Regions from separate parts of the Mus musculus genome. Here region 1 is linked to region 2. Evidence: chromatin contacts called from public promoter capture Hi-C data. All regions are on one chromosome and are shown on one strand. Each heading gives the region's core, a stretch centred on a gene start, on an enhancer-like site or on the middle of the called end of the contact. The rest is flanking DNA. Distances are from core to core; before and after follow the strand shown. Region 1 has its middle 4.4 kb from the start of Gm46907. Region 2 overlaps Hadhb (hydroxyacyl-CoA dehydrogenase trifunctional multienzyme complex subunit beta).

Region 1 (2,700 bases), core at 143-2,642, 650 kb before region 2:
TACCGTGCAGATTTGTACTCCCAGCCAAAGAAAGATTGGGTGATGGACTGTAAACTAGTCAGCGCAATTCACGCTCCTTCTGGGTAAGTACTCAAAGCACAGCCCAGCTGGTGAGTGTGTCCTCGCTCTATACTCAACACGACACCTGGCTAAAAACAACAACGACCAACTGATGACAAAATCAAAACTTCAACATCACTTAGTGAGTTCTTATCACACCATGGTAGTCATTGTGTTTTTCCTTCTTTTGAGATTTAGTTATGTGCTTGACTATTTTGCCTGCATGTATATGCACTGCCTGAGTTCCTACAGATGGTCATGAGCCATCATGGGTGTGCTGGGAACCCAACCCAGGCCATAGAACAACAAGTGCCCGTAACCGCTGAGCCATCTCTCCAGCCCCTTATTAGTCATTTCCACCGAAAGCTGTCAGTATTGAGTAAAGGAGCAGCCAGGCCTGATAGAGATTGCAGCTATCGTCACAGAGTGTATCCATACTTCAGTTAGGTCCCTGAAGCTTCAAGCTCTTTTGTAAGAGGCACAGGACTTAACATGCTGTTTTTTGAGAAGCAGACTCACTATGCAGCCCAGGTTGTCCTGGGATTCCACGCATGGTACCATGTCCAGCTCACATACTTGCTGTAAAGGTCACATGGGCAGATGCTGCTTTGGACAATAGTTGAAATTAAATGACCTTATTAGGAAGTAATGGTTAGTTCCTTCAGCTGTCAAGAGGAAGGGGTGATTCTCAAAGGGGAGTAAAGGGGCAGGGAGACGCTGGGGCAGGCACTCCATAGAGACTGAGAAGCTGTTGGGAAGCAGGCACTTGAGAGGGCCCTCCTCGCTCACCAGTCTTCTCTGGACACTGGCCTGGTCTGAGGAAGGAAGCCAGCTAGCGCTACCTGCTCCATCACTGACCACTCTAGCAAAGGTTTTCTATGAAGATGTGTTGATGGCGGAGTCATGTGCACTGTCAAGTCTACGAGCTCTCCCCTAAGTCCAGAGCAGTGCATCTTAAAACACGTCAAACAAGAAAGCAGAGGAACTAAAAGTTCCCTGTTGAGTCTCCTTTCCTTTCCCCACACCCACATCCGTCTTCCCAGAGGTAGATCCTTTCCAAGTTCAGTTACAGTCCTGGGGATGGAGCCTGAAGACACACACGCTCCCTAGGGACCACTCCCCACCACAGAGCTAGCCTTTAGAGGCCTGTGTATGGACATGGGCTTGGTCTAGGAATTCAGAAAGGCCTTGAGCCTTTCTGTAGCTGGTCCATCCAAAAGGACCTCCTTTCTCTCTCCTCACTCTGGGAGGAGGCTTCCCTGCTGGAAGGAAGGGCTCTTTCCCCATGACCTCTCTCCCACAAGTACAGAAACTGATCTGAGTGAAGTCATGGTTCAAGGTGCACTTCACACAGTAGCGGAAGTGAGCAAGGGCCACGAAAGGCTCACTAATAGGCCGGCACCCGGCAGCTTGCTTTCCTATTTCTGATTCTGATCATTCTTAGTAGAGCCTACCCAGCAGAAGGCCTGAGCAGCCCCACGTCACACCAAACCCGGGCTCTGCTCCAGTCAACTGCTCATGCCTGGCCGTTCTGTCAGACAAGCAAGTCAGCTGAATGCATGGTCACAAAGGCCCATTTCATACATACACTCTCTCATTTGGTAGTTGAAATGACACTGTGACTCTCAAGTTTTCACTGGACAAATGGCTGCTTCTGTTGGACACAAAGGCTCCCGAGGAATGGGGCAGTTTTGAATTAGTTCAGGATGGACTTCTCATGACAAACTTTGAGACATTATTTTGACATTATGGCACCAGTAAATGTAAATAAATATTGCTACCTGCTATGAAGCAGCTCCTCTCCTTGCATCCTCTAACAACCCTAAGGGACAGCCATCATCCAGGCTAGCCTACAGATGAGAAAACTAGCACTTAGCAGTTACATAACCTACCCAGTGTCACACAGTCAGGAAGTAGGAGGACTGGGATTTGGGCTCAGATGCATCTGTTTTGAGAGGCCAGATCAACTTAGTTTCTTTTTTTTTTTTTTAATCTTTTTTCATTTATTTTATGTATATGAGTACACTGTAGCTGTCTTCAGACACACCAGAAGAGGGTATCAGATCCCATTACAGTTGGTTGTAAGCCATCATGTGGTTTCTGGGAATTGAACTCAGGACCTCTGGAAGAGCAATCAGTGCTCTTAACCACTGAGCCATCTCTCCAGTCCCATCAACTTAGTTTCTAAAGGAGGGGGTGAGACATCCCTGTGGCTCCCAGGACCTATGCAAGGCTCCATCTGAGTGCTGGGAGGGAGCCCTGAAGCTGCCCCTCAGGTTTGCTTCCACTCAGCCCCAGGTCTGAGCTCTCTGCTTTGCTTTCCAGAACACAGCAGCCTTGGAGATAAGCCGAGAAGATGTCAACACCCAACTTTGCATTTGCTTTCAGTCAGTAGATGCACAGTTTTCAAAAGAAGAGTCCCAGAGCAGGAATGGAACTTGTAAGGGAAAATTGTTATTTGTAAGGTGGCGAGAATAAATATTTAATTAGACGCTTTGACATTACATTTTGCCTGGCCTTGCAACACCTCAGACAATAAAAGCAGCCTTTGTCTACAGGGCTAATTACAGACTACTAAATTATTTTTATTACAGCCCTTTGGATTATTAAGTGTGACAAATGCAGCATCGTGGCTGTATA
Region 2 (2,700 bases), core at 71-2,570:
TTAAAATTTAACATATATGGTTAAAATAAAATTTAATCGTATCATGACATACACCTTTAATCTTGACAACTGGGAGGCAGAGGTAGATGAATCCCTGAGTTCAAGGCTAGCCAGGTCTATAAGTCAGTTTCAGGTCAATCAGAATTATATGGTGAGACCCTGTATCAAAGAACCTTGCTAAGAGCTAGTTAATATTGCTTCTTTCCATGTAAAGTTTAACAGCCTAGATATGAAAATTCTACAAAACATGCTACTTCAAGTACAAAAACTATAAAAAGTATTTTAAGTTGAAAGAACAGGAAACTTGATTTACTTACGAAAGTGCAGCTCTAGCCAAGTCATGTGGCATTAGGTCTTTATACCTGGGGAAAGAAAACATAATTTAAACCAAAAGCCTAGAGTTTCAATAGAACTTAAAAAAATCAAATGCATACAGATTGTCTAACTTATGCTGACAATGCAGCTAATCTTACTCCCAAGTCAGTCTATCAGTTCATATGAAGAAATAGTGTGACTTTGCTATCTGTCATCTTAAAAAGTCTGACAAGCCCTAAACCTCTACAGAACTTGCTGTCTGACAAAATAGACATCCCCTCTTTTTTTTTTTTTTTTGGTATCATTTAGTGTTGTGTGTATTTGTATACTTGGGGAAGTCAAGGGACAACGTGTACAAGTCCCAGCTTTCCAGGGACTGTACTTATGTCACAAGTTGGGTAGCAAGCACCTTTACCCATTGAGCTGTCTCACTACATCTTTCATGCCTTGCATTTTAAAAATTCACTTATTTTTGTTTTATCTGCATTGATGTTTTGCCTGCATGGATGTCTGTATGAGGGTGTTGGATCCCCTGGAATTGGAGTGCAGGGTTGGGAATTGCACCCAGCTCCTCTGGAAGAACATCCAGTGCTGCTGAGTCCTGCTGAGCCATCTCTTCAGTCCCTATGCCTTGCCTCTAAAAGGTAATATATCTTCAAGATCTCAAATCGTCCATATGAATACGAAAAGAAAGGCCTCATTTTTTTTCAAACTGGAGGCTAATATTCCCCAGTAAGTTTTTAATGTTAGTGACTGCCTGTACAAAGAACAAATTTTTTTTTTTAAGATTTATTTATTTATTATATGTAAGTACACTGTAGCTGTCTTCAGACACTCCAGAAGAGGGAGTGTCAGATCTTGTTACAGATGGTTGTGAACCACCATGTGGTTGCTGGGATTTGAACTTTGGACCTTCGGAAGAGCAGTCGGGTGCTCTTACCCACTGAGCCATCTCACCAGCCCCAAAGAACAAATATTTAAAAACTAACAATATAAACAGAACAGAACAAATTACTTCCTTAAAAGAGCCCATTACCAGCTTTTGTGTAGACTGAATCTTACTTAGAGGATAGAAAAGCCTGAAAAACCAGCTGTTTGATTCTGAGGAATTTTCAGGGTAGTCCAAAATACTTGGGGTTGAACTATGGCAGGCATTTGGACCAGCTGTGTCAGCCACAAGCCTGATTTTCAGAAGACCAAAGCAGCATCATTTTCAGCACTCAAACTGTGTCTACAGAAACCATGTTCCAGAAAAGAAAAGAAAAGAAAAGAAAAGAAAAGAAGAGAAGAGAAAAGAAAAGGAGAGAAAAGAAAAGGAGAGAAAAGAAAAGAAAAAAGAAAGGGAAGGGAAGGGAATAAAGAAAAGACCTATTGGAAAGATGGTATCTGGACCTACACTGGACTCTCAACTAGAGCTATTTCATTCAGGCTAATGCCATGGCAAGCTAGTTTATAAAAGAAATAGAACATCTTGCCACGGGGTTGGAGGAATGGCTCAGTGGTTAAGAGCACTGTCTGCTCTTCCAGAGGTCCGGAGTTCAATTCCCAGCAACCATATGGTGGCTCACAACCTTATCTGTAATGGGATCTGATGCCCTCTCCTGGGGTGTCTGAAGACAGCTACAGTGCACTCACATACAGAACATCTTGCCATAATATACCACTGATTTGACTTGTTCTATCTATACTGTTTTTATACAGGTGCTCGCCATATGGTCTCCCATTAATTATATTATTCCCTACAAAGACTACTTCACACAGTACCAGAAAAGAAACAAACAACTAACATGATCATTTTATACTTACGAAGTGCCTGACAGCAGAAATGGAATGCGGACCCCTTCCACCACCACAATATTCTTCATATTGGGTTTTGCTAAAGTCTTCTTTGACTTGGTCTGGACAGCTTTAAGATTAAGTTCAAAGAACTATTAATTAAATATATATAAAATCAGGAATAGGGCCAGGCGTGGTGGTGCACACCTTTAATCCCAGCACAGGAGGCAGAGGCAGGCAGATTTCTGAGTTCGAGGACAACCTGATCTACAAAGTGAGTTCTAGGACAGCCAGGGCTATACAGAGAAACCCTGTCTCGAAAAACAACAACAACAAAACAAACAAACAAAAAAATCAGGGATGGGGGGTAGCTCAAAGAATGGAACACTTGTCTAGATACATTTTTCTATGCTTGCTCTCACAGCCTCCTCAGAAAAGAGTTGCCCTGTTTATAGTCCCTGCCAATGAGGTCTAAATCCAAGGCACAAACTGATCAGATTAAGAGGGGGTATGCCAGGCCCACCAACAAACCAACAAAGTAGTTGACCAGTGTATATCAGCACTGTTTTTTCCTACAACAAAATACCAGAGGCTGAGAACTGGAATCTA

What was found. Promoter capture Hi-C pulls out the DNA fragments that hold promoters and counts their contacts.
Region 1: a contact with region 2 is called in a promoter capture Hi-C map of liver, with 2.6 times the contacts expected there. The contact joins two enhancer-like sites. A contact is called at or near these places in 9 of 39 promoter capture datasets (the 3T3-L1 cell line, cranial neural crest, embryonic stem cells and 5 more) and 1 of 115 datasets of contacts at active chromatin or transcription factors (embryonic stem cells).

Annotation. Positions count from the first base shown.
Region 1 is chr5:30,817,828-30,820,527 of GRCm38.p6, reverse strand. It overlaps a transcript of Mapre3 not described here. Among named protein-coding and RNA genes, the nearest start is that of Gm46907, 4.4 kb to the right of the region's middle. Within about 2 kb of position 1,392, at least 22 of the 459 cell types and tissues checked have an H3K27ac peak or open chromatin away from gene starts, as enhancers often do. A contact at or near this core is called in liver, where this site is marked.
Region 2 is chr5:30,166,186-30,168,885 of GRCm38.p6, reverse strand. Hadhb (hydroxyacyl-CoA dehydrogenase trifunctional multienzyme complex subunit beta) reads right to left here. Exons shown (of 16, transcript NM_145558.2): 4 at 2,122-2,221; 5 at 318-362. Among named protein-coding and RNA genes, the nearest start is that of Mir1960, 3.2 kb to the left of the region's middle. Within about 2 kb of position 1,320, at least 3 of the 459 cell types and tissues checked have an H3K27ac peak or open chromatin away from gene starts, as enhancers often do. A contact at or near this core is called in liver, where this site is marked.